Linked DNA regions of Mus musculus: region 1 is linked to region 2. The links are chromatin contacts, called in public HiChIP or PLAC-seq maps. All regions are on one chromosome and are shown on one strand. Each heading gives the region's core, a stretch centred on a gene start, on an enhancer-like site or on the middle of the called end of the contact. The rest is flanking DNA. Distances are from core to core; before and after follow the strand shown. Region 1 holds the start of Cmtm7 (CKLF-like MARVEL transmembrane domain containing 7). Region 2 holds the start of 2310075C17Rik (RIKEN cDNA 2310075C17 gene).

Region 1 (2,700 bases), core at 201-2,700, 2.6 Mb after region 2:
GCTTTTATTTGGCTGATCAAAGCCCTTAGCCTGGGTCCCACACACCATCCACTCAAATCCAAGACTGCTTAGCACCAGACCTTTTTAGTTCCGTATTAAAACTGCCTGTGTCCCAATCTTGGTCCATTTAGGCACCCTTCTCAGGAGAGGCGGAACGTCTTCCTCCCACCTTTCTACACTCTAGGCATCCAAAATAACGGTTATGGAAGGCACAAAGCTCTGGCCCTGTACCAGCCCCGGGGGGGGGGGGTCGGGGAGGGGGGAGGCTGCTCCAGCTTCGCTGGCAGGTCCCAGCTTCCGGGTCTGTGACCTTGCACTGGGGTCCCTACATCTCTCCGCAGCTTTCTACAAACCACCACTCCCCTCTCCACCCATGATAAGTAGGGAATTCAAACGGCCCAGCCCAGTTTCAAAACACACCACACAAACAGAAAAGGTATTGTAGACGAGACATTTGCACAGAGGTTGAAAAACAAAAACGGGAGGGAAAAAAGAAGGGTGGGTAGAGAGCGAACAGGATCAGGCCTGGTAAACTTCTGGTCGGGCCAGAAGCTTTTGTGCAGCTCTGGTCACAGTAACAGCCGGCTGCTCGCCTTGCCCTGCCTGGCTCCAAGCGAGCACCAGAAGCCCCCTAGCCACAAGCCTGCCTAGTTAACCTAGTTAACTAGTTCTGCCTTCTGAGGCGCCTCGGAAGGCTGACAGGGCGCAGGGGACCTGGCGATGGTCTGAAAGGCGGCGCTTCTCCCGATCCCCAGCAGAGATTCGAAAGTCAAGCCGAGCCCTCTTGTCGCCGAGCTCTACCCTCTCGGGCGGGAGCCCGTGCGCGGCCTGGAGATGGCAGGGGATAGCAGGAGACTCTCCCTCCCCCAGCCCGGGTGCGAGACGTGCGGCCTGGAGAAGAGGAAGGAAGACGAGGAGGAACTCGCACCCCGGGTTTCGGTGGGGAAGTGAGCTGGGCCCGGTAGGGAGGCAGCTGGAGAAGTGAGGGGGCCAGGGATCCTGTCGGCTGTTCCCGGAACTTTCTAGGGGGACACTGGGGCATCAAAGGGGCGCGCGGTGCTCCCAAGGTCCGGGCCAGGTGCAGCCCCGTGTACGGGTCCCCAGGTTCCACTCCACTCTTCTTACCATCTGCGCCACTTTGAACAGGGCGCCGTGGGTGAGCGGGTACACCCGGTCCAGCAGTCCCTCCGAGGGCTGGCCTGGCCCCAGCGCGCCGCCGCTGCTGCACGTGGTCCGGACGAGCCCCGATCCATGAGACATCGCGCGACCCAGCCCGGGCTGGCCGCCTCCGAGGCCCGGGGACCTCTGGCCGGTGAAGCTGGGACGGGACGGGGCGGAGCCTCAGGGGCGGGGCGCACGGCTCCCTCTTCCCAGCTGCGGCCGGACCCGGAGAGGACTCGGGAGCAGATGCCCCGCAAGCCCCTGCCCTCTAGACACGCGGAAGTTGGACTGGCGTGGGCAGGAAACCGGACGCCTGGGGCCCTGGCCTCTCCCAGGAGCGCACCGCCCAGGTCACAGCTGGTGATGAGCCTCCAGGGATTTTTTGTGTGGGTGCGGCTGCTACTAGGTACTGACACGAGTAGGGGGAAATGCCCTGAGCATACCGTGCTGCGCTGTTCATTTCTGCTTCTGTGTGTGTGCACGGGGCACGCACCTGTGCCACCATCACCTACAGCAATAAAAACAGGTCCATCGCCTCAGGACCTTCCTCCCCCACCCTCCCACCATTCTGCTTTCTTTCTTATTATTTTTTTTTGTTGTTGTTATTTTTGCCTTTTTTTCTTTCTTTCTAAAAACATACTCTCTCTTGCCAGAGTTGGGTAGCACTTATTTTTAATTCCAGCACTAGGAAGGCAGAGGCAGGAGGATCTCTGTGAGTTCGAGGTCAACCTAGTCTACATAGTGAGCCCCAGGACAGCCAGGACTACACAGAGAGATCCTGCCTCAAAAACAAACAAAACAAACAAACAAGCCAGGCTCTCAGTGTGTACCACTGGCTAACCTGGAACTCCTGTATAAACCCAGCTAGCCTCAAACTCGCAGGTATTCTCCTTGCCTCTGCTTCCCGGGTGCTGGAATGATACCATACCCAACCGAGGTGACTCTAGGCACTGTCAAAGTCGACAGTTAAAGCTAATCAGGACACCACTCTCAGCATCGCAGTACATCTTTTTAAGTATGTATGTGTGTGTGTGTGTGTGTGTGTGTGTGTGTGTGTGTATACAGAGGCCAGTGGAGGATGTCTAGTGTCCTGCTCTGTCACTCTGTCTACCTTACTCTTCGGTGAAGAGAGATTCGTCTATCTCAGGACATAGAAAATGTCTGATAAAAGCAGCCTAAGAAAAGAGGAGAGATTCTTTTGTCTCATGATGGAATGTTTACTTTTCTTTTCCTGGTCTGTTATTGGACCTGGGGTGAATAGAAGTTTGTTTGTCTCAGTGTTAGAAGTCAAACAACACCAGGTTAGTCCTAATTTATGCTCCCTGCCCACACGCAGGGTTTCTCTGTATATTACTGGCTGTCCTGGAACTCACTCTGGAATCCAGGCTGGCCTCAAACTCAGAGATCTGTCTGCCTCTGCCTCCCCAGTACTGGGGTTAAAAGCGTGTGCCACTACTGCCTAAGACTTTTTTTTTTAAATAGATTCTTTGATTTTTTTTTTAACTTAGTGAATTTATTTTATGTGTATGGGTGTTCTGC
Region 2 (2,700 bases), core at 161-2,660:
GTTTTTGTTTATTTGTTTGTTTGTTTTTCCTAAAGGGAGTTGTGTTAGATTGAGAGCACTGGTTGCTCTACTGGAGGACCTGGGTAGGCTTCCAATTCCCTGTACCCAACTGGAAGGAAGCTCACAGTTTCGGGGGATGTACTACACCTTCTTTTGACCTCTGCAGGCACCAGGCATGCAGGTCCTACAGAGACATACTTACAGGCAAATCAAGCATACACATTAAAATTAAAATAAAATAACTAAGAGAACTGTGTTTTATTTATGGAATGAAGTAAATCTGTGTCTAACCCTTCTAAATAAAAGGATGAAGACTTCATTTTAGTGGGTCACACTCCATGTCAGGGATTTTTAATGCTGGAAGGTCAATTCCCAGTTTCTAAATGGAGATCATAAGAAGTAAGTAGTTAGCTAAATGACTAGTCATATAACTAGCAGAGTATTAAGATCAGGGGACTACTGCACAGGTTCACTGAGCTATGGTCCCATGGTGAGTTACTTACTGTGGGGAAGAGGCCAGACATCTAGACCAAATCCCCACTCAGGTGAGCAGCACTGTACTTCTGGAGGTCAGAAGGTGGAGAACTGAAGTTTGCTGGTGCATAAGACAGGCTTGACTTCACAGAAGCTTTCAGCCCGATGCAAATGGTGTTCACAGAATCTGAGAGAGGCCACAGACACTTCCTGGCAAGAACAGCCCTTCCTCTCCCCTAACTGTTTCTTGCTCTTGTCACATGAGGTCCTACCCTCCCTGGGTACACATCCTCTCCTCTGGTTCTAATCCTACTTTCAATCCCAAACTCTGCTTAAAGTCAAAATAGTTTTGCTTCTAACTCCCTGCCTCACATTTGACCACACAGATATAAAAATCATTTGTAGGAGGATAATTATACCAGTGCTCTGGAAGATATATAATTTGTTTAGAATTGCTTAAATTCATCTTCTTAGTATTGTGTGAGTGAGTGTGTGTGTGTGTGTGAGTGTGTGAGTGTGTGAGTGTGTGTGTGAGTGTGTGTGTGTGTGCATGTGTGTGAGTGTGTGTGTGAGAGTGTATGAGTGTGTGTGTGTGCATGTGTGTGAGTGTGTGTTTGTGTGTGTGTGTGTGTATGTGTGTGTGTGTATGTGTATTCCCAAGCTACTATGCTCGAGTGGCCTTCAGAAGCTAACCCTGCAGGAGTCACTTCTCTCACTCCACATGCAGGTCCCAGGGACTGAACTCAGGTTGTCCGTCTTGGAGGCAGAGACCTTCACAGGCTGACTCATCTCACTAAGCCTAAACGTTTTGTAACACATGAACTGGCACATCATTTCTGCACTCTAACGTCCTGACGCTGAAGAGAGTTCCTGACGGGAAGTTATTTATAGACCCTGGAGACAGCAGCAACGGTGAGACTAAACATACAGTTCCTTAGAGCACGCATGACATGCTGGGGCAAGCGTGATTTTTACAGCACGCTTCGGAAGCTCGATCAAGACCGCTTTGCTGGATGTTTCCAGAACATTCTTAAGGAATATTTGAAAACCAGGATTGGAAAAAAACCCAAAACAACAACAACAACAACAGATTAGATCAACTCTTTGCTGTGGAGATTCTGGCTTCCAAAAATCCTGCTGACTGCAGCACAGGTAAATAAATGTATAATAGATAAAACACAAACAACATGAAGCAGCACAGCGTGCCGCGTTGGCCCGACCATTTCCTCACAGAATTCTCACGATTCATTTGGGGGAATTCAACACCAGTTTTGACTTTGTACCATACTGGCTTATAGAGTCATGCTCTGGTGATAAACTGCATAGATTTATTTTCAAGTAATAAATGTGCACCATTGCCCAGCTACAGTCATTGTTTAACACTCAGTTGACCATTTGCTTTAGAGAGGTGGTGTGTAGCTAACGTAAATGCTGTGAAGGTTTGGATTCTGTTGCGTACTTAGATCTGCTTGTACTTGTTTTCTTCTCAGCTGATGATGTCATTGCATCATCACAGCGGAACTGGAATTCCTACTGAAATTACACTTCACGACAAACAAGACACAAGCCAAGAACGCCACTCACTGTGTTTTCCCACAAATAAGTGCTATAATGTCCTGTGAGAATTTTGTCTGTGCTTTTAGAGACATGGGAATCATTTGACAGTATTTAATTTTCCAGTTGTGCTCCTTATATACAAATAAAAAAAATTAAAGGATCAAGACTAACCTTTGGGTGCCAATGAGTTAACCTGTTCCTTCTTTAAATCCAGTGGTCTATATCTAGAATTTTCTAGAGTTTTCTAAGTTGCTGTAACATTGAGGAAGTCCTCTGAAGGCACATTGAAATGCTGAGTGTGTGGATGGTTTCTGGACCACCTAATGTACTATTGAAAAGATAATTTATTTAAACTGGGAGAAAGAAAACCTTTTATAAATTAAATGTTCCATGTTGTACTTTAAAGACATGGGGATATTTTAGCCTGCATATGTTGATTCCAACCACAGTGTTCTAAATTACCATTAAATTTATTTACGTTTTGTTTATGAGTGTTTGCCCATATGTATGCATGTCCACCATGCGTGTCATTGGATGGTTGTGAGCCACCAGGTGGCTACTGGGAAGAGATCTCAGATTCTCTGCAAGAACAGCAAGTGCTCTTAGCCAGTGAGCCATCTCTCCAGCCCCTCCCTTATGGCGATTCTTTATGCCAAATAAATCAAAATG

Evidence for each region. HiChIP or PLAC-seq counts read pairs in DNA pulled down with a chosen protein or histone mark.
Region 1: a contact with region 2 is called in an H3K27ac HiChIP or PLAC-seq map of large pre-B cells, with 2.2 times the contacts expected there. The contact joins the promoter of Cmtm7 here to the promoter of 2310075C17Rik in region 2.

What each region holds. Positions count from the first base shown.
Region 1 is chr9:114,780,543-114,783,242 of GRCm38.p6, forward strand. Cmtm7 (CKLF-like MARVEL transmembrane domain containing 7) reads right to left here and starts at 1,451. Exons shown (of 5, transcript NM_133978.2): 1 at 1,126-1,451. The coding sequence starts at 1,260. It overlaps Gm9888 (a long non-coding RNA gene), which reads left to right. Exons shown (of 3, transcript XR_003948087.1): 3 at 756-1,130.
Region 2 is chr9:112,226,046-112,228,745 of GRCm38.p6, forward strand. It overlaps 2310075C17Rik (RIKEN cDNA 2310075C17 gene), which reads left to right and starts at 1,411. Exons shown (of 2, transcript NR_131053.1): 1 at 1,411-1,626; 2 at 1,965-2,197. All of the region lies in intron 1 of Arpp21 (cyclic AMP-regulated phosphoprotein, 21), which reads right to left.